Regions from separate parts of the Oryctolagus cuniculus genome. Here region 2 is linked to region 1. The links are chromatin contacts, called in public Hi-C maps. All regions are on one chromosome and are shown on one strand. The core of a region is the stretch at or near the end of the contact, and the rest is flanking DNA. Distances in the headings are between cores, read along the strand shown. Region 1 overlaps LOC138850605 (a long non-coding RNA gene). Region 2 overlaps LOC138850606 (a long non-coding RNA gene).

The links. Hi-C and Micro-C count contacts between places; a contact is called where the count stands out from the background.
Region 2: a contact with region 1 is called in a Hi-C map of liver, with 8 times the contacts expected there. The contact joins two enhancer-like sites. A contact is called at or near these places in 3 of 6 Hi-C or Micro-C datasets (ear pinna, liver and an unstated tissue).

What each region holds. Positions count from the first base shown.
Region 1 is chr7:78,679,652-78,682,201 of mOryCun1.1, reverse strand. All of the region lies in intron 5 of LOC138850605 (a long non-coding RNA gene), which reads right to left. Among named protein-coding and RNA genes, the nearest start is that of TGFBR3, 31 kb to the left of the region's middle. Within about 2 kb of position 1,286, at least 1 of the 8 cell types and tissues checked has an H3K27ac peak or open chromatin away from gene starts, as enhancers often do. A contact at or near this core is called in ear pinna, where this site is marked.
Region 2 is chr7:79,076,205-79,078,754 of mOryCun1.1, reverse strand. The region is part of intron 1 of LOC138850606 (a long non-coding RNA gene); the gene reads right to left. Among named protein-coding and RNA genes, the nearest start is that of CDC7, 44 kb to the left of the region's middle. Within about 2 kb of position 1,279, at least 2 of the 8 cell types and tissues checked have an H3K27ac peak or open chromatin away from gene starts, as enhancers often do. A contact at or near this core is called in ear pinna, where this site is marked.

The DNA of each region.
Region 1 (2,550 bases), core at 37-2,536:
TTTCAGCTTAAGGAACAAAAACAAGAGAAAACAAAGCAAACCTCCTCTTCTTCCTAATATCTGTAAGCCCTAGAGAAACAAGACTTAGGGCACGGTGGTTAGGAGCTCACTTGGGATGGCCACGTCCTAGATCAAAGTGCAGTTAAGTCCTGGCTTCTTTGCTTCAAAACCAGCTTCCTGCTAATGCATTCTGGGAAGCAGCAGGCGATGGCTCAAGTATTCAGGTCCCTGTCAGCCATGTTGGAGAACTAGACTGAGTTACTGGCTCCTGGTTTCAGCATGTTCTAGCCCTGACTGTTGAGAGCTCTCAGGTAGTGAACCAGTAGATGAGAGATCTGTGTATGTGTGTGTGTGTGTGTGTGTGTGTCTTTCAATTAAATAAAATAAATTTAAAACCTGTTATAATAAAAGGAAGAGCCTTACTAGTGTGGCACTGAGGTCCTATCAATAAGACCACATGGCTGGAGGAGGAGTGATTTTCCAAAAGCAAATCAGGATTTTTTTGTCTGACAAAAGCATGGTAGAGTGAGCAGGTAGAAACAATAGCTGCCCACAGACAGCTTGAGTTGAGTTGCCTGAAAACAAAGACTTCAGCTTGGTCTTCAAGAAGGCTATTAAAATACACATCGATTTCATGAAACCACATGAAAAATGTTTCAGAAAGGAATAGGAGTGGGCCATTCTTGACCCAGGCTTCTGCTCCTTGCTAGCTAACTCCACATGTGGTGAACATCTGCCAGAAAGTCAGCTGAGCTGTCCTCTTCCTTCTGCGTTTTGCATCCTAAGCAGTAGAGTATGTGCATAGTTACATGGAGAAAGAGAAAATGACCTTTCCATATTGAAAACGCAAATCAGACCACTAGTAAATAACAGTCCTGCACAGTCACATGAGAAAGTAACAAAGGATACATCTTCTCTACATTAAGAAAGCAAATCAGGCAATTAATATATAATAGCCCGAGTTCTTCATAAAATTTTGCCAGTTTCAAAATAAGAACAATTTCTGCAATCAATTTCCCTGATACTTAAAAGAAGAGGACAACATTAGAATTATTTGCATTAGCAAATTACTATTGTTGGCTGAGACTGTTTTTTCTAACTGAAACAATCGTATTTTTAAAGAAAAACATGCTGTTTTGAAAATGAAAAAAAAATTCAGAAAGGAAAACTATCTATTTTGTCGAGTCCATTGCTGAAAAAGACTTGTAAACTCCTGGTTCACTCGCCAGCGTTAGGCATTGTGTGAGTAGAATACCGATGCTTCTCAGATTAGAAGGTTCCTGCTGAGACTCACTCACTCTGCAGGTGAGATCTCGGCTTTCATTTTGGCCTTGTTCCAAACTCAGGAGCGAGGGAGGGCAAGCTTGCGCTCAGGCTCAGGGAGGGCAAAAAGGAAAATACTTACATAAGCTCCATAAAACACCTTTTCTAAAACCCAAAAGAAATCCACATGGAAAGAATATAGAAGTTCATATGTATTTATGTTTATAAATAAGTATATATAGTAAGATACCCCAGAAACTAGCACATAGGATTACACTCCGAATAGGGCATAGTCAGAGAATGTGAGAAAGAAGTTAGAAAAAAGAAAAAAAAAGTCGCCCATTCCAATGGAAACACAAAAACAAATTAGAGGAGCCATCTGAAGATAGCTTTCCAAGAGTGACACACCCAAAATTTGAAACCTTAATCACTGACAACACTAGGATGTCTTCGTAAATCACCAGGATATTGCATAAGCATCTCATCTGGAAGGCATCAAGTCCAAACATTAGCCAATTAATTAATATGTCATCGATTTGCAATCCTAGAGATGAAATAGTACAATGATGGGGGCTTTTGTCTCTATAGTGAGTTGAACACATGCCAGTGCATCTCTAAAACCCTGTTGAACGAAAATGGACTTTGTAGATATGATTGAGGACAGTAGCTAAGAATAATCACCTTATGGAATTTAACTTTTTCTGTAATACCTTCAAAATATTGACTAAGTTCTATCCTGAGAACTTCAGTATCTTACATATATCACTCCTATTTAACTAAGCAGAATGTAAATGTAGCAACATTGTCCTTTAGCAACGACATCCAAATAAAGATGTGAGGCAGACTAGGCAATTTATTTAGTCAATATAATTAAGACATATTATTCTGCTGTAGATTACTTATCAATTTATTTTTTAATGATTTATTTATTTATTTGAAAGGCAGAGTTACAAAGAGAAGGAAGAGACATGGAGAAAGATCTTCCATTGTGGGTTCACTCCCCAAATAGCCATAATAGCAATGGCAGGGGCCAGGCCAAAGTCAGGAACCAGGAGCTTCTTCCAGGTCTCCTACATGGGTGCAGGGGCCCAAGCACTTGGGCCATCTCCCATTGCTTTCCCAGGCAATTAACAGGAAGCTAGACTGGAAGTGAAGCAGCTGGGACTCAAACAAGTGCCCATTGGGATGTATCACAGGCAGAGGTTTAACATGCACCACAGTGCCAGACCCCTAAATTATTTAATGGCACGTCTGTGCTTGCATGATCAAATTCTTTCCTAAACATCC
Region 2 (2,550 bases), core at 30-2,529, 400 kb before region 1:
CTAGGCTACACTGCAGCCAGGAGCAAGGAGCTTCATCCAGGTCTCCCTTGTGAGTGCAAGGGTCCAAGGACTTGGGCCATTCTCTGCTGCTTTGCCAAGCACATTAGCAGGGAGCTGGATCGGAAGCAGAGCACCAAGGACTAGAACCGGTGCCCCTAGGGGATGCTGGCATCACAGGCAGTGACTTTATCTGCTATACCACAACACAGGCCCTGCAAAACAGAATTTAATGGAATGCTATCGGGGGTTCACAGAACAGGAAAACAGCTAAGACACTGGGGCAGAGCTGGGATTCAAATGGTGGACGTGAAGACTGAGCGAGGGCCCTGGAGCCAGGTCTTCAGCAGGCTTTCCCTGTTTTCACCCGTCACTCGAGTCCAGGACAGTTTCATTGGCCAGAGGAGGGCAGCATGCCTGTATTGATGGCCCCACCAGGACTGCACGTACTATGGGGGAAAGCATGTCCTCCCTCCCCTGAGATAAGCCAAGTAGTTTTACTTAAAAAAAGTCAGGATGTCTATTGGGCATCCAAAGGAAAAAAAAATAAAAAGTATCCACTCCAAACTGTGAGGTGAAGCTCTGCCAGCTTCCTTAATGGGGTGAGTCTCAAGCTGTGACCTGGCCTCTCCTCCCCCAGGGGGCCTTAACGGAGGAGGTGGAGGCAGGTGGCAGGATCTATCACAATGCCATCTTGGACTGCCAGCTGGGCTCCTCCCTGGAAGTTTCTAAAGTGGAAGAAAGTGAGAATTCACGTGCCTTCCAATCCAACGCTCCTCTCCCTGCCTCCTGCTACCACCAATGAGAGCTGGCCTGGCTGTTTTTGTCTGTTGCTTCTGTTGTTGTTCACACCTTCCTGTGGGATTGGTTCAAATCCCCATTTCCTGATGACCCAACATCCTTCTGCAATCAACTGGCAGAGGGTGAGCCTGCCAAAACCTCAGGTAGCAGCCCTGCCCAGCACCATTTGCAGCAACATCCTGTGTCCACAACTTTCCAGTTCAGCTCTAAATGCCTGTTTGGGTTTATGAAAATTTCCATGGCCTCCTGCTAGGCTCCCGTTTCACCTATGCCAGCCCACAAGCTCAGTGACCTTGGCCAGGTTTTCTCCCTCCCACACTGGGCCCCAGCCCCCGCCCTGTGCTGAGTGTCATCATTGTTTTGCACAAGATGCTTTGAATGTTGGTACTGAGCTCCGACTGCTGAAGCTTCCCAACGACCCCTTTTGGGAGGCAGGGCATATCTTAGGTACCAGGAGAAGTTACAGTCACATAGTCATAGGATTGTGGCAGAACCAGAACTGGAAACCAAGGCTTTTGGCCCATGGCCCCAGCCTTTTCCATTAATAAAGCTGCTGCATCAGATCATTCGAGAGCCTTGTGATTCTGCTACAATACACCCAGACAGCCCACAATTCCACAGCTACAACCAAGTCCTGACATTTCTGTAGAAGCAATTGGTTCAGAATTTTCCCTCAGCAGGCACCAATTATGTTAGCAGACTTTGGGCTAAGCACTTTATAAATATCACCTGCAGTGCTCAGAACTACATTGAGATTTACTATTAGCCCCATTACACAGAGGGCAAAACTGAATATTTTAAAAACAATTTGAAAGGCAGAATGAGAAAGAGAAAGAAATAGAAAGCTCTTCCATCTACTGGTTAACTCCCCAAATACTTGCAAGGACCAGGACTGGGCCAGGTCAAAGCTAGGGGCCAGGAACTCCATCCAGGTCTTCTATGTGGGTGGCAAAGACTGAGTTCTTGAGCCATCATCTGCTGCCCCCCGGGCACACTGGCAAGAAGCTGAATTCAAAGCAGATGCAGAGGCAGGAATCAATCACAGGTCCTCCAATATGGGACACAGGTGTCCCAAGCAGTGGCTTAACCTATTGTGCCACAACCCTGGCCCCTGGAAGTATTTTTAAAATTTGATTATGATAATTGTGATGATTGTACAACTGTATACATTTACTTAAAAATTCAAACTGTACATGCTCATGTGGCTGGGAAAACAGAAGATGGCATAAGTTCATGGGCCCCTGCACACATATGGGAGACCTGAACAAAGTTCCTGGCTCCTGGCTTCATCCTGGCACAGTCCCAGCTGTTGAGGCCATTTGGGGAATGAACCAGTGGATGGAAGATCTCTTTCTCTTTGTCTCTTCCTCTGTGTGTCACTCTGCCTTGCAAATAAATAAATAAATCTTTAAAAAGAAAATTCTAATCCCCCAAAAGCTTTCCTTCTGCCCTTACACAGTCAATCCCCATTGCCGCCCCCACTCCAGTATCTGCCTTCTGTCTCATACTTTTGCTTTTTCTAAAAAAAAAAAAAGTTGTTAATGAAATCATATGAAAAATATTTTGTGTCCAACTTTTTCAAGTTAGCATGTCTTTTAATGTTATCCTATGTATTCATGTATCCATGAATGCTATCCATGTTATCAGTAACTGGCTCCTTTTTATGGCTGGATGGTAGTCCATTGTATGAATAAGTTATATTTTGCTTAACTAAACATGAGTTTATGGGCATTTGGATTATTTCTAGTTTGG